Linked DNA regions of Mus musculus: region 1 is linked to region 2. The links are chromatin contacts, called in public HiChIP or PLAC-seq maps. All regions are on one chromosome and are shown on one strand. The core of a region is the stretch at or near the end of the contact, and the rest is flanking DNA. Distances in the headings are between cores, read along the strand shown. Region 1 overlaps Dtnbp1 (dystrobrevin binding protein 1). Region 2 has its middle 36 kb from the start of Gm23117.

Evidence for each region. HiChIP or PLAC-seq counts read pairs in DNA pulled down with a chosen protein or histone mark.
Region 1: a contact with region 2 is called in an H3K27ac HiChIP or PLAC-seq map of extraembryonic endoderm stem cells, with 15 times the contacts expected there. The contact joins two enhancer-like sites. A contact is called at or near these places in 6 of 115 datasets of contacts at active chromatin or transcription factors (astrocytes, embryonic stem cells, extraembryonic endoderm stem cells and 2 more) and 1 of 9 other capture datasets (embryonic stem cells).

Annotation. Positions count from the first base shown.
Region 1 is chr13:44,935,431-44,942,068 of GRCm38.p6, reverse strand. The region is part of intron 7 of Dtnbp1 (dystrobrevin binding protein 1); the gene reads left to right. Among named protein-coding and RNA genes, the nearest start is that of Dtnbp1, 63 kb to the left of the region's middle. Within about 2 kb of position 2,243, at least 86 of the 459 cell types and tissues checked have an H3K27ac peak or open chromatin away from gene starts, as enhancers often do. A contact at or near this core is called in extraembryonic endoderm stem cells, where this site is marked.
Region 2 is chr13:43,905,556-43,912,209 of GRCm38.p6, reverse strand. No RefSeq gene overlaps it. Among named protein-coding and RNA genes, the nearest start is that of Gm23117, 36 kb to the right of the region's middle. Within about 2 kb of position 3,724, at least 54 of the 459 cell types and tissues checked have an H3K27ac peak or open chromatin away from gene starts, as enhancers often do. A contact at or near this core is called in extraembryonic endoderm stem cells, where this site is marked.

The DNA.
Region 1 (6,638 bases), core at 994-3,493, 1.0 Mb before region 2:
TGTTAAAGGAGCTCTGAAGTCTCTTGTCTGATGACAAGTAACCTGGGAAAGTAAGGAGTGATGGGTTGCTTTCTTCTTCTTAGTTTCCCTGGCAATTACTCCTTTTCCAGATATCTGGCTTTGAGCCCTACTAATTACCTTCAGAGGCTTTTGTATTATAAAGCACAAAAGTTTTGTTTTCTCACACCAGTGTTAGGCAGATTTATACCATAGTATCCTTTCTTTGGGTAGGGAGACTGGGACAGGGACTCCTGATAGATCTCTGGAGGTCTGTGACCCACTTCAAAGACGATGGGACTGAGAGTGACCGTCCTGCATCCCCTGCCTTCGTGGATATTCCTGCACGAGACATTTGCCACATTGTACGCAAGTTGTTAACATGACACCTTCTAGTCTGTGTTGAAGCAGACAGCCAAGCATGGTTATGGTCCTGACCCCAGAGCCTAGGCTCTTTCTGCTCCATCGTTCCTCTTGGAAAGGAAGGAAGCAGAGTGTTGTGTATTTCTCTTCTGAGTGTTTAATGTGCTGGCGCTTCACCACCAGGGCAGTGCAGAGTCCTGTTAGATTGTGGGTCTTCAACAGTTCATTGAGTATAGCAGCAAGATTATACAATTACCTTTCAGTGTATACTTGAACATTCTAATGCATTTTACAAGTTGTTATTGCTATAGAACAATATCTCCAAAGATGCCTTTCTGTTTGTAATTGCAACTTTAGACAAACATAATCAGTTTTTTGTCTGTAGATTTTTCTGGTTATTTCATGTAAATGGCACATATTATATATGTTCACTTGGCTTCTTTTGTTTACATTTGTGTGGAGATAGATGTATATTCCGACAGTTACCTGGTACTTCATTTCCTTTTGTGAGTAACATTACTATAAACATAAACTATCGGACTGGAGAGATGGCTCAGCGGTTAAGAGCCCTGACTGCTTTTCCAAAGTTCCTGAGTTCAAATCCCAGCAACCACATGGTGGCTCCCAGCCATCTGTAATGAGATCTATGAGATCTGACGCCTTCTTCTGGTGTGTCTGAAGACAGCTATAGTGTGCTTACATGTAATAATAAATAAACCTTTAAAAAAGAAAACATAAACTATGGAGATCTTCATTTATCGTGGGTAGATCTTAGGATAGACGTTGCTGAGGTGTGTGCTGAGGTTTGCTTACCACTCCTTAGAGAAGTCGCTGATTTTCCCAGGACGGCACTGACACTTTGCATCCCTGCTAGCAGTGTGGTGCAGTTGCAGCTTCTGCCTCTCCGGGTCTGCACGGGGTAGTGTGATTTGTTCTGGTTTTGCACTGCTGGGGTTTGACCAAGGATACCACATGCTCAGGAAGTGCTCTCTTAGGGAGCTGTCCCTGAGCCTTTACCTGCCTTCTTAGACTAGAGCCACAAGAGTGAGTGTGTGATAGCTCTGATGTGGATGGCTGACTAATCACCACTGCTATTGGGCGTTTACAATGCTAACAATACGAAGGCTGGCAAGGCCAAGTCACTGGTGATAAGCCTTTGAGACTAATGCTCCGTGTTAATACTTTCTCATCAGTGCCAGTGTCTCTGAGAGAATCAACTTCAGTTCAGGAAGGATTTATTTTGGTTCATTGTTCAAAAATAAATAAATAAATAAATAAATAAGGCTGTTTGCCAGGGAAAACATCCCAGTGAGTTAGTTCAGTTGGATCTGTGGTGACAGGCAGGAAGCAGCAAGTTGGGGGTAGACTAGAATAGTTACTACCATTAAGACCCCATTCCCAAGGGCTGGAGAAATGGTCCACCTCTTAGGAGCATTTACTGCTCTTCCGGGGGACTCAGGTTCAATTTCCCACACCCACAAGGCAGCTAATTCCACTTCTAAGTAATTTTATGCTCTCTTCTGGGCTCTTAGGTGCTCTGTATGCATGTGATAATGCTTTAGAAAACAAACAAACAAACAAACAAAAACCATCTTCCAGAGGTCACTTCTAAGTAGGCCCCATTTCAAAAGCCTTTCCAAACTCTCAAAACAGCCACCAACTGGGAATTAGTGTTCAAACCCTGTGGGGACATTTTACTTCCAACCATGATATCCTTGTTCCACAAGGCAGCCAGTCTCTGCCTCCTGGTCTGAGCCTTCCCACAGTTTCTAATTCCTGGTCCATTCTGTGAAGAAGTCACTGCTGCATGCTCTACTGTTGCTCTACTATTGTGCACTGAGCTTCTCCGGGGACGCAGCTTCTTCATCGTGCGGGGGCTGTTTCCTCAGAGAATGTGAGCAGACACACCCTTCTCCCATGACTGTCCTGGGAGAGTGTTTTCCTTACAGCAATGCAAAAGCAACTGTTCATTTACTATACCAGTTTTGGATCTGGATATATATGATTTATTTAATTCCAAAGATGGGAGGAGAAAGACCACCAGCTCAAATCATCTTGTCCAAATTAATTAAAGCAGGCAAATAATTAAAGCAAGCTTGTTTTAGGCGTGTACAAGACAGCCTCCTCCTAGGGCGGGGTTCTAGAGGTCAGCCTTGGGTATGAGGAAGACAAAGCTCTTATGACTCAGTGGTCAGGAATTTCCAAATGGAGGATTTGGCGGGCAAAATAGGTGGGGTTACAGAAGCAGAAAATAAGCATAGCAAGTCAGTTATGACAGCCCCTGAAACAAAGACTGCCCTAACCGCAGGCAGTCATAACAAGGTAGCCATACCAACCCTTTCAAAACAAAGGTAGAGCTGCAAGATGGTGGTTAACCCTTTGAAACAAAGGCCTGCCTGCCATTCCTGGAACAGACAGTTGAATACCATGTGTAGTTAAGGTTACAGGTGGGCATAGCCCAGTCCTTGAGAAACAGAAGTTTCATCACAAACAGCAGTGAGCCTAGTTTGTCTTTACTGTAAGATGGCTTTTAAGCCTAAGACAGAGGCAGACTAGTTCTTTAGTTTGCCAATATTTTTCTTGTATAGGGATTTTCAGTGCATTTTGAAGTATAAATAAGACCTTTTGTTTTGATGGAGGTTTTGGTTGGTTGATTAGTTTTGAGGTAAAATCTCTCTAGGTAGGCTTGGTTGGTGTGTACTTTCTATGTAAAGTATGTTGGCTTCAAACTTGTTATACCTCTCTCTATCTCTGCTTCCTGAATCTGGGATTACTGGCATGAACCACAGTGCTTAGCTTCAAGTGTTTTCATTTTGACAGTTTCTTTTAATTTTTTTTTTTTAATCTGCCTTCTTTCCATATCCTAGAACTCTGCTTCACTCGAGACTGAGGCTCTCCTGTTCTGTTTAGAGGTTTTTGTAATTGTCAGGTTCCATTTGGATGGGAGGTCATAGAAAGCTGTGTGAGGGAGTAGTGTTTTAGCTCAGAGAGGGGCGAATACAGTGTGTGGGTGAAACGCCTCGTTTGCCTATCTGGGTGCAGTTCTTAGGCTGGAGCACAGTACTGCTCCTGGAAGTACTGCATGGAACCATCTCTGCTAAATTAGCCATAGACAGAGAGTATGACCAGAGTGGCTCCACTCTGCCTTCCAGAACAGAAGTGGGTCAAAAGCCAGCTCTGGTAGCTCATATCTGTAATCCAAGCATGTGGAAGGCTGAGGCAGGGGTATTGCCATGAGTTTGACATCAGCCTTAACATCAACAACAAGAAAAGTGTGCATAGTTTGGGGAAAGATCATTGCTGTTTAGGAGGCTGTTGACCAGGCTCAAGAAATACAGTCAGCTTCGGCCTGCAGGAATTAGAACAGTCGAGCCTGATTGTTTGAAATCTCTCAAGATGGTAAGTGGGTTAGATCATAACAGTGTCTGTGGCTTCTACCCCATCCACTAGGAAAGGAGGAGCTGCTTCCAAACCTCCACACAGCAAGTCATTTTAGACCTCTCCAGGGCTGGCTTGCTTCCCTCTTCAGAAGATCTTTGGGGTGGGTGTGGGGATTGGAAGCAAGTAGGTTGTTAATCCATGTATCATTTTTTATTTTAGTTGTTGTTAATTTTGTTTTAAGATAAGGTCCTTTTTATTTAGGACATAGGGAGGGGAGATGAGGGAGTAGAGGCAGAGAGAGAGGGGAAAGAGAGAAGAGGGGGAGGGAAGTGTAGAAGGAGGAAGTGGAGGAGGAGGAGGAAGAAGCTGACCATGAACACATGGAGGGGGTGGAGAGAGAAGAGACAGAGAGGGAAAAGAGGAAGAACAAGAGTAAAGCAAGGCCAGGGTTGGTCTCAAGCTCTCTAAGGATGACCGTGGACTGAGCCTTCTCCCCCACTTAAGTGCTAGAGTCACCACCCTGCCTCACCTACGTGTGTGCAGGCAGACCAAAGGTCAGCTTTAGGTGGTGTTCCTACGAAGCCTTCTACCTTGTTTGTTGAGACAAGATCTCTGACTGGGACCTGGAGCTTGTTGCTTAGGCTAAGGGGACTGGCCAGGGAGCCGTCTCACCTGTCTCCGTGTCCCCTGTGCTAGGACTACAGGTGCACACCGCTGTGCTGGCCGCTCATGTGGGTGTGGGGGATCGCGCTCCTGCCCTCATGCTTTTGATCTGTACAAATACTTTTACTGAGCTGTTTGATTAGTCTACATTTTTTGGTTTTGGTTTATCAAACATAAGGCAACTAGTAAAAACATAAAGTGTGTGTGTGTCACTGTGATAAACACCATGACCAAAAGCAACTTGGGGGGGGGGGGGGGCAAGGACTTATCCTCTAGGCAAGTCAGGTTAGGAACTCAAGGCTGGAGCTTAGAGGTAAGGACTGAGCCGAGGCTGTGGAGATGGGCTGACCCTGAGATACTCTCAGGGCTAACTCAGCCTACCTTCTTACACAACTCAGGGTCACTTGCCCAGGGGTGGCTCCTCCCACCATAGGCTAGACCGCCCCACATCAATCAAGAAAATGACCCACAGACTTGCCTATTTGCCAGTCTAATGAAGGCATCTTCTCAATTAAGGTTCCCTATTCCCAAATGACTCTAGTTTGTGTTAAGTTGACAAAAAACCTAGCACAATGTGGAAGAAAACATGACCCCAGGAGAATGTGGGTTGGTTTCAATTGATGGTGCTTTGATCAGTTCCGTTATGCGTGTGACTGTCATCAAGCCCCTCACTGCATTGCAGCATTGCATGCTGTGTTAATGCAGTGAGAGCAGCATGCTTTACACCTCTGTGCCGTCTCTTGGCAGCTCTCTCCTTGGGGTGTGTATGTGTACTTTTGAAAACAGTTTATTACAGTTTTGCCTACTGGTCTTAATTTTATGACATGAAATTTCAAGTTGAAATGGTTTGAAAACACCTCCATTGTTTCTGCGAATGGGGAAGATGAGAACCCAGTTCATATTTGTGGTGCCAGCACCATGGTGTAGTGACTGGTTATACACTATGGGGTGCAGAGTGCTCCCCACTCAGTGTCTGGTGATGGTGCTGTGGTGCTGCTGGGTGGCCACTCTACTGCAGGCTTTTCTCCTTTGTAACATTCTACTGTCAAACATTCTCCTGCAGCAAGTGTCTCATCGTGATGCCACAGACCTCACTGCAGACCACCGAGCCCTTCTGGTGATCTCCCTGTATCGGGGTGAGCAGGTTGACAGTGCATGAGGTCTCCACAGATGTGGTGCCTCTCCATCCATCCTTCGCCATGAACCCCTGAGCTTCTCCATCCTGGCTAACCAGGAAAGTGAATGTGCAAACACCTTCCATCTAACTCTAACTGCCATGCTCTCGTCTCAGAGACCCCCAATCCTTTCATGGTAAACTTATAGAATTTTACTAAAAGCCATACAATTTGGGATTAGTTTTTTTCTTCCCAATCAAAAGTAAGTAAAAATAGACAGTACTGGATATGATAGTCACTCAGCCCGTGACCTCTTAGTGATGGGATTTGAAGAGTGAGTACCATGTGCACACTAAGAGCTATGCATCCAGAATGTAACCACGAGCCCTTTCTTTTGGGCTCATCCCTCCATGTGACCACATACCCAGGACAGCAGACTTCAGGGAGGAGGAGTCTCTGGCCATCCAGCAAACCTTGCCTTTATATTGTGTTCCTGTGCCTCGTGTTTTTGTAAAAGCCAAGACAATAGCTATTTCTCTCAGAAGAATTAATCTATAAAAACATAATAAGTGTTCCGGAACTGCAGACACCAGAATAGTATTCCTGTGGCCTGAGTTTAGGAAACTGCAGGAGTCACTCATAGTCACTGCATTTGGGGAACAACTGTGGAACTGCTGCAAATTCTGTGGTGTTAAGAAGGGCCGGGCATGGTGGTACACGCCTTTAATCCCAGCACTGGGGAGGCAGAGGCAGGCGGATTTCTGAGTTCGAGGCCAGCCTGGTCTACAAAGTGAGTTCCAGGACAATCAGAGCTATACAGAGAAACCCTGTCTCAAAAAAACAAAAAACAAAACAAAACAAAAAAAACCCACCACCACCACCAACAACAAAAGGGTTACTTATTCCGACTTGTAGAACTGGCCTCATTCTTGACTGCTGCATGCTAGGTGAGGCTCTTCCTTTCACAGCTGCAGGCACAGAACTGAGAATAATAATAATAATAATAATAATAATAATAATAATAATAATAATAATAATAAATTTAGTACTGGAGACGAGGTGTGTGTGCGTGTGCGTGTATAAAGGGCTATCCCTTTATTTTATTTTTTAAGATTTATT
Region 2 (6,654 bases), core at 2,475-4,974:
CTCCAGTTAAGCCACACTGGAAATGTGCTCACAGACACGCCCAGGGGTATTCTCAGTCAACTTGACAGCCAAGATTAACTATCATAAACACATTGATAATTTCCCTGAATCTGATTTTAGATGCAAGATGGGAACAAAGATATTATTTCCTGTGTAGATATTTGACTCAGATCATTAGGGAAAAGGCCATCCTTTAACCAATGTGCTGCTGTGCTAACTTTATCACAAATCAAATGCATTTTATTTTGGAATTAATTTGCTAACACTTCAACATATATATATATATATATATATATATATATATATATATATATATTTAAAGTTATCTCCCTGTAGACTGTGTCTTACAGTGCCCTTACTTCAGTGCCCTTAGGATTATAACTAACCTAATAAAATTCTTTAAAATATCTTTTGATTTCTTACTCTCTGAAACAATTGTATATGATCATGTAATGTGTTTATTAAACTCTGGAAAACATTCACTAATGGAATCATCTGGGCTTGAGTCACCTTGAGGTTTTCTTAGATTAAAAAAAAAAAAGATCAAGTTTAATAAATGTTGAATGCTTACAGAATTCCTACTGGTGTGTCTCCCCTTTCTGTGAACTATTTTTATAAATTATTAAGTCTTGGCATGAAGTTGTGATATCATCTCATTTTGGACACAATAAGATCTATAATAACACATCCAATTTCTAATACAGGGATGGAGAGATGGCCCAGTAGTTAAGAGTTAATATCGCTCTTCCAGGAAACCTGATTTCCATTCCCAGAATCCTCCTCAGGCAGCTCACAAACAACTCTAGCTCCAGCTTCAGAGGTCTGTGTGAGTATATGTCACTCATGTTCTCAGTCAACTGGACTCCTTGGGCCATATACAAGTGGATATGCTCACACAAGCACACAGTCAAAATTAAATCTTTTTTGAAATTCCTGATTCTCTCTCTCTCTCTCTCTCTCTCTCTCTCACACACACACACACACACACACACACACACACACACTCCTTTTAAGCCCCTCTGCTGGTGTTGTGGATTTTCCACTGCTGGAAGCCTGTTGTCCCCTTTACCCTGTCCTCTCCTCTATTACCTCTGAGTGTCACTGAGCAGTGCCCCCCCCCAGCATCCCCGTGTGAACAGTCACATCCTTCCTTTGCATTCTCTCTCCGAGACTTCTGCATTTGTGGATATGCACTTCCGTGTGATATACTCACGCTCTAATTGTCGCTTAACCTTTAAATATATTTCTAATTTACTCCTTGACAATTGCACACATTTATTTATACAGCGTATCATGCTCATGTCATGCCCCGTCCCACCTTCATAGCCTCTCTGTCGCTGCTGTCCACACTGAGTCCAGCGCTTTGCACACAATCCTTTCACCAGCAGCCAGACTCCCAAAGAAAAATGGCTCTCCTCTCCCCCGAACCCCACCAATCCCTCATAGTTCCTGAACTCTTGGGGGAGTCTTATGAGCCCCTCCCTCATCAATACTGGAATTATTAAATGTAAACACACACTTTTATATCTCTCCGTGAGGATAAGTCAGCCATAATCCCCAGGTAGATATTATCTCATATAATCATAGTATTAGCCATAATCAGATATCCTCTGATCCTTTAAAACAGTGATTCTCAACCTTCCTGGTGCTGAGACATTTTAATACAGTTCCTCATGTTGTAGTGACCACTACCCTCCCCCCAACCATAAAATTAATTCGTGGCTATTTCATAACTGTGATTTTGCTATTGTTATGAATCATGAGGTAACTATCGGATATGCAGCCCCCACGGGGAGCAAGATCCACAGGTTGAGAACCACTGTTTTAAATGGTGCCAAAATTTTTATCATATGAAAAAAAAAGAAAATCATAGCCTTATCATCAGCTTCACCAAACAAAAGGGAAAGCGGACTCGCTATGCTCTCAGAGTCCGGTGTCAGTACCCTGGTTCCCTGCTTCCTTCCTGAAGCATGGACAGGAGACTTAACAAAACCCGGGTGGCTCCAAACAGCATCACACACTGCAAGCCATGCCGTGACTGTAGATCTGACTTGGGTTTTAAAAGCTTGTCTGTGAAGAGGCCTGGAAGTTCCCTGCTCTCCCAGGCAATCTTCACCTCCTGACCCCTTGCCAGCTGGGACAGCTGCTGCTGCTGGGTCGAGTCCCCTTTGACATGTAGTGTCTCAGTTTGCTTTCTGTGTCCGTGACTGTGGTGCTTAAATTACTTTGCATTCAACAAGCTCTTGGGTTTAATCCCACTATTGCAAAACAAACAAACAAGCAAAAAACCCAAGGAGGTCAGAGAAAGGGGTCACAGGGGGTTGGATGTCCTTAAGAAATTGAGGTGTAGTCTAGGAGTTGGTTCTTTATGTTCCCCCAAAACTTCTGTTCACTTTAATGGCTGAAAGCATGGGCAGAAGCAGAGAGGACCTGGTCAGATTAGACAGAGCAGGCAAGGGAGAAGGGTTCTCCGGTTTGCGGTGACCAGGACTGGCAGCTGCTTCCCACCAAGCTGATTGACTTGTGATCTAGCACAGGCCGAATACCTGCCTGCCACGTTTCCCCTTTCTTATTCAGCTCCGCATCTTACCTCTCTGCCCTAAGAGATGCTCTGTGCTTGATCATCAGAAGGCCTGGCTCAGTCTGGTCTCTGCTTCTTTTGGGCAGGTCGGCACAGGCATCACCACCATTATACCATCACAGGACCTAGGAACCCCACTCACCTCGGTTCCCAGGAACTTGAGAGGTGCAAGGTTTCTTCTCCCTGCAATAGGGATCCATGGAGAAGCCCTGTGGCTTCCTGGTATTCTCAGCTGTCAGGCTGCCTACAAGAACCCACCGGCCCCCTGACAACCACCTAGGCTGTCTTCATTGCCTTCCCTCCCAGTCAGGTGTGAGAGGCTGGGGGGGATGAGGGGCGAGGCTGTTAATCAGTTAGGCAACCCTGATTACATCTTAATAACAAATGCAAAACACCGAGAGCAGCAATTTGCAGTAATGGGAAAAATCAGCAGGGCCCTGGGGTGAGACAGGAAGTAAACACTCTCCAGGTTCAAATTTGGGGAAGGAAAAAAAAAATCACTTGTGAGAACCCTGGTGATGCCAGGAGAAGCCTGTGCCTTGCTGCTAGATGACAAGAGACTGCAGAGCAAGGAGAGGCTGTAGCCAGGGCCAAAGGCCACTGACTCCCTGCCTGTCTGCGGAAGGAATCTGCTGTGGGATGCTTCCAGTGCACAGACTCTTACCAGCCACAAGAGGCTAGGCTCAGCCACCAGACCCAATGCCAGTTAGAGAGTGAAATAACGGAGGAAAAACGAAGAAGAAATTTAGCCGGTCAACAAGAAGAGAAATGAATAAAGGGGTCTCCCTTCCCCCAACTTCGCCTTCAGGGTATAGACCTGAGCTTCTTGGGTTAAATAGAGGATGAATTGGGGCAAAAGGCAAGTGGTGCTCAAGAAAGGGTTAATCATTTTTTCAGCACTAGTTCTGTAAGGTGATCCCCAAAAGTCCTTAGTGCTTGAAGGGACACCACACTGGTTCTTCAGAGAAGAGTATTTAAGCTCCAGATTGCAGCCTAGCCACAGGGAGTCGGAGGAGCCTGAGGCCCAAGGTGGCTCTATCCTGCAAGGCTTCGCTCTTCCGAGAATCCGGAAGAGGACAAAGGCTTATCTTGGTTCTTCAGCCTTGAAGGGGAAAGATAAAGGTTAAGTAGACACTCCCTAAGGAGATTAACACGCCTATGCTGAGCCTTGCTGGAGTCTGAGCCAGAGCCAGAAGGAGACAGACACCGATGTAAACAGCTGTGTCAGAATTTAATCGCTCTTAGGCCAAAGCGAGGGTCTACAGCGTAGATGCCATGATTTCTAGCAAGAGTAGCATCTATGAGCCCGTTATAGGAATGCCACACTCTCCCTCATCTTGTCCACCAAAAGTCTGCCAGAAACCGACAGGAAAGATCTCTACTGGTCAATTCTGGCTAAACAAGCATACTCAACCGAAAGTGCTGCGGGGTGGCCAAGACAGATGACTGCTGTCTGCCTCAAGAGTCCTTCCTACCTTAGTCACACCACGTCAGAAAGCTGAGGGAGGCTTCAGTACATGGTATCCAGCCAGGAGAGCCTTTCTTTTTATCTCTCATGATCCATTTGGAATGCGAAGGCGCAGTTGTTTCCCACTAGAAGGTAAATTGCTTCACGGTGACCATTTTTCTTCCTCTTTTGAGAACATTCCCAACCCCGAACACACATATTTTTCTTATGTGTAATTTGATCCGGATGGTTTCTTGACCTGCATCCAAATCAAGCCGTGGGTAATTATTACTGTCACTATTGTTATTAACACTGATATTTATCATAATCTCACAAATGCCGGGGACAGCCCTTAATCTTGCTGTTTTATTTGGTTGAAAGGAAAATGTGAAGCGCTGGCCTCCCTCCCGGTTTAGCCTCTTGTATTCAGTTTTTACCAAACTCCTACATGGGGATAATTAGCCCAATTTCCAGGGATCCCGAGTCAGCTATAACTCTGAATTGTAGTCACAGGATGGAGCCAAGGCCAGCAGGTGGAAGTCGCTGAAGTTAGATTAATCTCACTGACACAAGGACACATCCAATTGTTAGGGCTCATAGCCAGCTGCCTGTTTCTGCAACCCAGCTCCTTGGAAATAGAAACACTCACGTAGAGCCCGTAGAGGATCATGTATGAGGTCGTAGAACTGAAGGGGAACTCCCTTCCACTCTTTGAAGAATTGCTAGTCTCAACTAAAAAGAAGGAAGCCGTGGAAAGATTCATGCATTTATTACAGGCAGGGAAGCGCTAACCGTGATTTGGAAACTGAAGAACTCCTCTTGGAGAGTAGATGGAAACTGAAGAACTCCTCTTGGAGAATAGATGGGCGGAGTGGGGAAACGCAGAAAGTTTGTAGAAAAATAGTAAATGGCTTTCAGGGAAACCCAGTAGTGTGCATTAGAGAGTATTCTGTGGCCTGTGACAGTCTATTTGGCCTGGATGCGAGACAGTGGTTTGGGAAAGATTCTCTATAGACCAAACTATGGCTTGTGATGAAAAGTCCACCCAGGTGTGTTCACCAATCTCAGCCATCTTCCTGGGATCTGAGCTGCGTTTTCTCTGGTTAATAGAGCTGTGTGTGCAGCCTGAGAGGGCACTCTGCTTCTCTGTGGGCAGATGGGATCTTGGGAGGATGTGGGGCCTTTGTAGAAAATCTCTTTCTGTTAGAGATGGGTGGAGACAACGGAAGGCCAGGCACCTTAAATTCTGTGTTAAACATCTGGCCTTTTAGGCATTTGGGGGTACCAGTCGCTGAGTTCCAATTTAGAAAAAGAATAAATTTGGTCTGCACGGAATTCAGTTAAGTCTGAGGCAGGGGGGCCCAAGAACCTGCATTTGTTGCTGGCACGGAGACAGACTCCGATAGCAACAGAAGAAAGAGTCAGTTTAGATTGTTAAGCTCTGCTCCGGGTCTAAGGTTTTATGGTGCCCCAGGAGCAAATTATTTAAGTAACCAGAATCCACCTCCCTGTAAAGAGTTGGGCATGGCCGACCCGTTAGAAGTGTTAACGAAGATTCAGAACCAGAGGACTGGGTTTAGCTCCACCCCCAGCATAATTCTGTCTTCATAGAAGACCTCATTCACTTTCTCAGGGGCTGCTCCCCCCCCCACTTCCTCCCCATCTCAGTTTGCTGGGCGTCTTCCATTGCTCATTGGGTTCAGATGGGGAAGCACAGATTGGGGTGGGGAGGACTAAAGCTGCGGCTGCCTTTTGTTCTCCTTGTCCTGGTTATACACGGTCTGACTTTGATGCCTTGAGACGAAACAGAACAACAACCTGTTTCCGGACATGTGATGAGGACAGTCACATCACCTTACCTGATGATCTGTATGTGACCCTACGCAGGGGTTGTAAAATCATCTGAGCCCATGTGTCTTGTGTCCCACAGGCAGCTATAGCGGGGGAATAAGGAGAGGCGAGCAGTCTCACAATACCTTGTAAAGCCTGTGGGCGCTCTGTGGTTGCAGATCACTTCCCGTGGACATCCTTGTGTCTGAGCAGCTTACCCTGTACAGCCACACATGAGGCACTGTTTGGAGAAGGAGCATGACACTGGGGACAGCAAACACTGTAGGAGAAAAATCCAGGCCATTTCCACTCTGTAACTAAAGCTTTCTTGGGCTAGAGGGATGTGGGGGAGGCAGAAGTGGGGAGGAAGGAAGGGAAAGGAGTCTTGAGTTTCACCAGGAAGCCCGAAAGGAAAAGAAATGGTACAAACCAGGGTGTGCGTGTGAGGGATGGGCTCTGGGGAGGGTCCCTGGGCCTGCCAGGGACTCCTCTGATTCTACCCTGCCTGTTGCAAAGAAACAGCCTCCAAGAAGCCCTTTCTCCATCTCTATCCTCTAGCCTTGCATCCTTTTGGAAACCTAGGAAACATATTTGTGGACCAAAGGAGTGAGGAGACAGGCAGTAGGCTAAGAAGAACCTCTCAGCAGAGGTCTGGGGATAATATGACAGTATCCAGAGGAACATAACCCTGCCCTAGGAACACATTTTAAAACTTCATACCTCCTGAGGTAAAAAATGAAACCTGGAAGAAAGAGGAGTATCTTGATTTAGCAAGGAATTGATTTTTATTTTTTTA